Regions from separate parts of the Oryctolagus cuniculus genome. Here region 2 is linked to region 1. Evidence: chromatin contacts called from public Hi-C data. All regions are on one chromosome and are shown on one strand. The core of a region is the stretch at or near the end of the contact, and the rest is flanking DNA. Distances in the headings are between cores, read along the strand shown.

What was found. A called contact is a pair of places that touch in the nucleus more often than the background predicts.
Region 2: a Hi-C map of an unstated tissue shows a contact between it and region 1, with 4 times the contacts expected there. The contact joins the promoter of PKP4 here to the enhancer-like site in region 1. A contact is called at or near these places in 3 of 6 Hi-C or Micro-C datasets (ear pinna, skin fibroblasts and an unstated tissue).

What each region holds. Positions count from the first base shown.
Region 1 is chr3:83,232,912-83,236,906 of mOryCun1.1, forward strand. No RefSeq gene overlaps it. Among named protein-coding and RNA genes, the nearest start is that of DAPL1, 54 kb to the left of the region's middle. Within about 2 kb of position 1,625, at least 1 of the 8 cell types and tissues checked has an H3K27ac peak or open chromatin away from gene starts, as enhancers often do.
Region 2 is chr3:83,562,215-83,566,658 of mOryCun1.1, forward strand. PKP4 (plakophilin 4) reads right to left here and starts at 2,927. Exons shown (of 23, transcript XM_070070840.1): 1 at 2,791-2,927. CCDC148 (coiled-coil domain containing 148) reads left to right here and starts at 3,169. Exons shown (of 15, transcript XM_051849519.2): 1 at 3,169-3,298.

The DNA.
Region 1 (3,995 bases), core at 375-2,874:
GCCAGGCCTGTGAGCCGCAGCTCAAAATATTTGGCTAAGTGCAGTGTGTAGGGAGTGCCTGATTCTGTAGGGAGTGCCTGATTCTGTTTATCTGTGGTACCCACAGCAGGCCGAGTCACAGGGACAGAAAATAGCACAGAGGCCACCAGCCACTGAGTGAGGGCAGAATGAGGAGTTAGTATTAAATGGGGAGGAGTTTTTGTTTGGGATGAACAGAAAGTTGTGTGTGTGTTTTGTTTGTTTGTTTGTTTTGTTTTTTGACAGGCAGAGTGGACAGTGAGAGAGAGAGACAGAGAGAAAGGTCTTCCTTTGCCGTTGGTTCACCCTCCAATGGCCGGCGTGGCCGGCGTGCTGCAGCCGGTGCACCGCGCTGATCCAATGGCAGGAGCCAGGTGCTTCTCCTGGTCTCCCATGGGGTGCAGGGCCCAAGGACTTGGGCCATCCTCCACTGCACTCCCTGGCCACAGCAGAGAGCTGGCCTGGAAGAGGGGCAACCGGGACAGAATCCAGTGCCCCGACCGGGACTATAACCCGGTGTGCCGGCGCTGCAAGGCGGAGGATTAGCCTAGTGAGCCGCGGCACCAGCCAGAAAGTTCTTAGAATTGTGAGTGCGTGGGGGCCAGCGCCACAGCACAGCAGGTAAAGCTGCCACCTGCGGCTCTGGCATCCCATATGCACGCCAGTTCAAGTCCTGGCTGCTCCACTTCTGATCCAACTCTCTGCTAATGCACCTAGGAAAGCAGCAGAAGATAGCCCAAGTGCTTGGGCCCCTGCACCTATGTGGGAGACCTGGAAGAAGCTCCTGGCTCCTGGCTTTGGCCTGGCCCAGCCCTGACTGTTGTGGCCATCTGGGGAGTGAACCAGTCAATGGATGATCTCTCTCTCTCTCTCTCTGCTTCTGCCTCTGCCTCTCCTTCACTGCAACTGACTTTCAAACAAACAAGGAAATCCTTAAAAAAAGAATTGTGAGTGTGAACATCGTTGAACTGCACACTTGAAACTGGTCATAACGGTACACTGTGTCATGCCTATTTTATCACAATAATTTAATTAACAGGGACAAAAATAAAATACTTGGCATTGATTCCCCTAAAATAGCGCCATCCCTAGGGTCAGTTCCTAATCCACCGGCAGGGATGGATGTGGGCGGGGCAGGAGGATAAGATGGACGGGATCTTGAGTGCTGGGCAAATGAACATCACACCGAAGTGCCGGGCAGGTGGCCACATGCATCTCCTGGCCCCTCAGAGCTTGTGTGGTTTGGGACAGAAGCCTGGTGTCTGCCTCATTTCATTGTCGTTAGATCTGAAAACAACCTGTATGATGCTGTGCCTTTGACAGCGGCTAGAAAGTGTTGGAAAGGCTTTGCGGTTCTGCAGGCCTCCCTGGGGCCGAAGCCTCTGTGGGAAGAGCGTTTGGGGCACAGAGGCCAGCCTGGGGAAGGCAGCAGAGTGAGGGTGACTCCTGAGATCCAGGAAAGACCAAAGCCTGTTGACAGCTGCAGGTGCTGCCGCAGGGAAGACAGCGGCCTCTAGGTGGCGCACAGACAGCAACAAACACCCCAGACGGGGCAGCCAGTGCAGCAGCAAATGGAGCTTCACTGCTCAGTTCTGAAACCAGGGATTTAAAAAAAAAAAAAAAAAAAAAAAGGCTACTCCCTAGCCCAGCTGAAAGATGAGCCCCAGGCCCTTTGGATTCGACTTAAAGAAGACAGAGCTTTGATCATCAGGATGACACAGGGGCTGAGGGCATCGCTTCCACACCCGGGCACGCCATAGGTTCATCACGGCGGCTTCCTGGCCAGGAGAGACAGGTCAAGTACGCCTGTAGGAGCGCTGAGCGCTCGTCACAGGAGCTATTGTTACTCCCGAGACAGCTGTGGTCTTTGCTGAACACCGAGGTAGAAGGGGCGATTCTCCAAGCTGCCAACCTTGCTAGCTAGCTCCCAGGGCCGGTTTCCTCCCCTCTTTTCCAGCCTGCATCATCTTGGCCAGTGCAGCAAGGAAGCAGGAGGCAGGGCCAGCTGGCTGCAAGGACGCCCTGGGCCACGCTATGACCCATCACCAGCGCCGCAGGGAGCCCAGCACAGCACTCACCCTCCGTGCCCACTTCATTCCAGGCTACCCCACCCAGCTACCAGGGCTCTGCCATCCCCCCCTCCAACCACCCACCCACCCACACACTGCACGCTCAACAAGTCTCGTGGGGATTCTGTGCCGACTGTACCGCTCAGCCAGTTGGTCACCCTGGCTCCAAGGGGCTCCACGCTCGACTCACGGCTGTGTCTCAGTCTTCAGGAAGAGAAAGGCTAATGCACACTGTGCTCTAGGGCAGCCACTAGCCACGTGTAGCTATTGAAATTAAAAGCATCTGAAATTAAAATTCAGCTCCTAAGTTCCAAGTGCTCAATAGCCCGCGTGAGCAGTGGCTACAGTATTGGAGAGCATAAAGAATTTTCCATCGTTGCAGAAAGTTCTAGACGACAGCCCTGCAGTATTTTGCATTTCTATGGGAATGGTATAAGGCCACTTGTTATGAAGGTAGCAAATAGTTAAAAGCAAATTAACGGGAAGCAATGAAAGCTCAGGCAGGTTGTACGTCTCTGCTGGTTTTCTGATTGCTACTCTGGAGTTTGGAAGTATCCTGGCGATGGGGTGGGCACAGGTTATGGAGCAATTTAGAAGTATGTCCTCTGGCCGGCGCCGCGGCTTACTAGGCTAATCCTCCGCCTTGCGGCGCCGGCACCCCGGGTTCTAGTCCCGGTTGGGGTGCCGGATTCTGTCCTGGTTGCCCCTCTTCCAGGCCAGCTCTCTGCTGTGGCCAGGGAGTGCAGTGGAGGATGGCCCAGGTACCTGGGCCCTGCACCCCATGGGAGACCAGGATAAGTACCTGACTCCTGCCATCGGATCAGCACGGTGCGCCGGCCACAGCGCGCCAGCCGCAGTGGCCATTGGAGGGTGAATCAACGGCAAAGGAAGACCTTTCTGTCTGTCTCTCTCTCTCTCACTGTCCACTCAGCCTGTCAAAAAAAAAAAAAAAAAAAAAAAAGTATGTCCTCTAAGCTGTGGCCCCCAGATGTGTGAATGAGTCGTCACTGGCTTCATCTTTAAGAAATTCTCTGAGATTTACAAGTCAGGGCTGGACTAAGCACTCTCCCACATGGCATTTCTCATCATCTCTGTGAACTGGGTCCTTGTACTGGTCTTGCTGCCTTCCTATGTCAAAAGCCCACTTCCTCTTCTGCCATACTGCTCCTGCATTCCTCAGCCTTGGTCATTCCATAACAGGGTTCCAGGGCTGGGCCTACTTGGTCTGAGAGGAATCCCTTGCCACCAATGGACTGAGGAGCCCTGCGGGAGGCCAGTCAGGATACAGCAGACTCCTTCCACGGTGATTGGTTCAGCAGTGTTGGGACTGCTTTGGGCCAATAGGAAACAAGAGGAAGTTAGAAGGGATTCTGGGAAGGAAGTTTGCTTATCCTTAAGACAGAATGGCTGGAGGAGAGAGTCTTCCCCTTTCTACTGAGCTTGCTGTTGTGGCTTCAGCCATTTCTATGCTGCAGAGTGAAGAGCCAAGACACTCACTCAGAAAGGGAGCAGGAGGGCCTGGCCTGAGCTGCCGCGGGCCTCTGGGCTCAGGAATACCAGCCGGCCCTTCCCTTGACTGCTTCAGTGTTTGGTGTTAGAGCTGCAAGTCATGGAAAACCTAAGAATCTCCAATGACAATTTCCTGCAAATCGTGGAGCTCGGGCAAAGAAAACTTGGCTAACTCCTGGCTAACTTGCCCTGGAGTCAGCTCGCCATGATATAATATGAAGGCACTTCCTCACGTTTGTGAAAAATGGAATAAAATGCAAATTATTTTGGTGAAAACAATTTTGAAGTCCATAGATGTGAGGTCTTCATAAGCATTCATGGAAGATATGTGTTATTAAAAAAAACTATGCATAGATTTGAAGGGTTTTTGCAATTAAATGAACTTACATTTTAATTCAA
Region 2 (4,444 bases), core at 1,677-4,176, 330 kb after region 1:
AGCACCCTCTCCTTATGTAATAATAGGGGGTGGGGCAACAATGCACTTTAATCAAAACATGGTCTAATGTTTTCAATTGTGAAGGTTTATCAGTTTAAAAGCTTCCCCTTTTCAAATATCTTTAACAAACACAATGTATTTCTAATTAGAAGCCTACCTTTACCCGAGGCAGGTAAACTATCTGCAAGTCAATTATGCATATATATATATATATATATTTATAGAGAGAGAGAGAGGAGAGAGAGAGAATCTATACAATTGAACAGGTTTTCGAATTTTGAATGCAGCAGAGAAACTCAATTTGCTTTTGCTTTCTAATCTCGACTTCAAATCAAACCAACACATGTTAAATTCTGTTGTAATTTGATATTGTTACATAATAAAAGTTTCCTGTTGGCATTCATAAACACCTCTCAATATCCTCTACAGTGTTACTCCACACAAATTAAACCTCAAAATTAGAAGCTTCACCGATTATAGACTTACCTAAAAAAATAACACAGCAACCAAAAGATGAACATTACGGGATATAAAGTATTTCATTTTCTATTTTCCTTTACCTTTGGGTCGTTTACCAAAAGGCTCTCATCGTATACTTTTCAGTGCCCTTGATTGACACAAAGTAAAGGATGCAAGACTGCTGATTGGTTGGGCAACTGACATTATTATTTTACTAAATCTGATACAAAATAACCAGCTACAGAGGCTTTCAGTAAATGCAATCTCCAAAGAAAACTGTGTCAAATAAAAGCATACATAGTATGCTTTTCAACATCCAGATGCACTTATTTCCAACATTGATTGCTGTCATTTTCATGTTGCCATTTTCCATAACTGCTTCACAGGTACCAGAATTGAAGATACTTCCATAGCAATACACTGCATTAAAAAGAAAAAGCATTCTTCTACTTTCTCTTTTTAAAAAAAATGCAAGTCTAATTCTAGGGAAGCATCTTTATGTCTACATTTTGCTTTTCTGCATTAAAATGCATGCTAGCCTTCACTAATTTTACATATGAATAACACTATTCTTTAAAAGTTATAGGACTACATTTATCTTTCAAACTCAGAAAACAAGAAAAACTGTGACCCCCACTAACAAATTACATCTTGAAATATACATGATTGTGGTGTCCCCAGGTTACTTCCAGCGGTAACTGACACGCCCCAAATTTAACTGTACCAGACAGTTCTATCTGTCCCATCGCTGACCAAACACTGCTTCTCTGTTTCTATTCATTACGTATTATACGAAGTCTAAACACAGCCCAGTATGATGAGGGCAAAAAAATTCCAATTCTTAGAGGACAGCAAAGTGTTGCATTCAAGCTCTCTCTTGCAGTTCATCCCTGTCCATGAGCACTAACAGGCATTTTGGGTCAGAGCTAAAAAATGTTGGCTGCAAGCTCATTACTCCAAGAACCTTTGGCCCCCAGTTCCTGCAGGTTTTCAGAAAAATCCTAGCAAAAACCAGGCGCTATCCAAACCCCACAAACCAAACTTGCAGAGACTGTGCAACGATTAATAACCTTGGCTGCACCACCATCGGCCGCAAATTCACAGTCCCGGAGACCAATGCAGTAAAAGCCCACGGGAAAGGCTAGCTGGCGCCCCAAAGAACCATCGCGTTTCCTCTCTGCCGCATGGAGAGGCAACGGGAGCCGAAGAGTGGAAGGAGGCTCACCAGCTCTGAAGATGCTCCGGTGACCTCTGGCTGCGCGGTGAGAGCTGGGCCGGGAAGGGGCTAGTGCGGCCGCGGCGGGCCGCCCGGACTCTGCCCCTGAGGCATTCCTCGCATTCCAGCACAATCTGTCGCCAGCCTAGAAGCTGGCAGCGCGCGTCGCTCCCTGGACACACACACACACACACACACACACACACACACACACCTGACTACCGCTGCGCCCCGAGCGGCCACCACCGCCGCGGCGCCTCCACTGCCCGCGCTCGCTGTTTTGTCGCACTCGGCCAACACGCAGCCAAATCCTGGCCCCGTCGGTTGCCTCCTCGCCGCCCGGGTAGCGGGGGAAAGGGGAGACGACAGGGCGGACAGGAACACCCGACCCGCCCGAGGGTGCCGCAGCCCTGCTTCAACTCTGGGCAAGCAGAGGAGAAGGTGGCGGCGCAGGAGGGCAGCCTGGGGGCTCGGGGCTGGGGAGCCGCGAGGGTGCAGCGTGAGGACAGGCGGCGAGGAGAGGGGCGCACTGGACCGAAGGTGGCGGGGAGCTCTCGACCCGCAGGAGTAGGGGCCTCTGGGGCAAACAAACACGAGACGGCAAGCGCAGGCAGCAGGGGCCGTGAGAGGAAGGGTTCGGGGCCAGCATGCAGGCTCGGGGCACTAGGAGCTGCCGGCCGGCCCCGGGGACAGGGGGAAGGCGGGCGCCCCGGGGTGTCGGGGGCGCGGGGCGGCGAGCCAGGCGGCAGGAGCGGGGAAGCCGCCGGGCGCTGGTCCAGGAGATCTCGGCACGGCGCTCTCAAGTTCGGGGCAGGGGGGGCTCCGGATCCGAAAGGCGCAACGTGGGGAGGGGTCGCGTGCGGCGCGGACCGGAGACCCGGGCAGAGTAATCACCGGGAAAAGCAAATGGAGGGTGAAACTTGTGCGCCCGCTGAGGGGGAGGGGAGCAGGCAGGCGAGTGCCGGCAAGAACACGAGGCGGGGCAGGAAAGCCGAGGCGGCCGCGAGGCGCTGGGGACGGAGTAACGGGAGGGAGGCGCCCGGCCCCGCGGCCGGCAGGTCCGGAGGTCTCGGGGGCAGGAGTCTCCGTGCCCTCCCGCGAGCCCGCGCACTTACTTTCCAGGTCAGGCAGCGGCCGTCGTCGCTCCAGGGATCAGGGACATCCGCGCCGAGGGGTCGCCGCTGCGACACCCGAAAAAATTAAAAAAGTGCCGCGGCCGAGCGGCCGCCCGCCCCTCCCTCCCCCACCCGCCCCCTCCCCCGGAGCGGCTCTCCCACCACCCCCGGTGGCGGCGGTGGCCAACTCGCCCCTCTACCCCGTGCCCATGGTGCCGCCTCCGCGGCCGGCGTCGACACGGACTCAGTCCCGGAGCCCCCTCTACTGCCCAGAGGCCGCCGCCGCCGCCCGCCCAGCCGCCAGCCCGCCTGCCCGGCCAGCCCCAGGCTCCCGGGAACGTCAGCACGCCGCCGTCCCCGGACCTGCTCCCCGCCAGCCCCATTGGTCGGAAGGAGAAGGCTGGCCCTCCTCATTGGCCCGGCCCTCATATTGAACGGGCCAATGGGGGCTACGGTTTCAGGTCGCCATAGAGACCGATGCTGTGAAGAGCGAGAAGGCCTGGAGAAGGTGGGGAGGGAAGATGAAGGTGTTTCTGGCCTCCGGCGCGGGAGGGGGCCGGGCGGAGGAGTGCGAGGGGGTTCCGGGGCGCTGGTTCTGAAATCTGGGGCAGCTCTAGCTTTGCCTTCCTGTCAACCCCAACTGTGCGCGGTAGGGTTTATCCCTGGCGTCCAAGGCAGGAACGGCTGAGACAACCGTAGACTTAATCCTGGATGGTGAGAGTCCGGGAGTGGGCGTTTCACTTTTCCTGCGTCCGGGGAGCCCCTGAGGCAATGGCCTTTGACCTTTGAAATGTGTGCAGTTTCTGCTTCACCAGGTGAGTTTGCACCCCATCCTTTGCGTAGCTGCTTCCTCCCGACGTCACCGAGCCCCCTGAATTCTACGTAGGCTTATTCTTCTCGACCACTCCCCTTTCCCTGAGAGCCCTCCTCAAAGGAGACCCAAAGGAGAATTTTCCTTCGGCTGGTATGTTAGTGAGGAAGCAGGCTGACGGAAGGTATGATGGATGCGAAAGGGTCAACAGGTAGTTTAGTGCGTTCTCTGCTCTCCCCCACGGACGCCTACGTGTTAAACGGCTCTGCGCTGTGAATTTGACAGGTAAAGGCGGTTTTCCCTCAGAGGTTACAGGCTGGAGAAAGGGCCAAGTGACAGAGCCCATCCTTCACGCCTTCTGATGATTTCACAAGAGAGGAAAGGAACGAGATTACGCTTGATGGATTCTGTTTTATGTTTTCCAGTGTATCTCTAAATTTGACAAAGAAACCAACGGAGGCGTGATCTGTGCACAAGCAAAAGCCTTCAGCTTTAATAAAGAATGCCATTTTCATTTAAAGTCACTTTGTGCTAGCTTGTCAATACCAGTTGGTATTGGTCAATAACTTTCTTATTTAATGACCACCTGTTAAACTAGGGCTTAGTGGATACGTTAAGTATTTAAACATGACTTTGCATTAGCTTATGGCCCCTGATATTCGTAGGTTCCTGTGTGCGATTTTGCCATTTTTACACTCATCTCTTTAGTAAGAAGACTGTGCTACTGCCCCTCGATTTATATGAACCATATTGTGTGAAAAGGTTTGATAGGATTTTGGAAATTACAAATACTTTGTTGAGAGAAACAGATTAATGTGTGTGTAAGCTACATATGTCTAACTA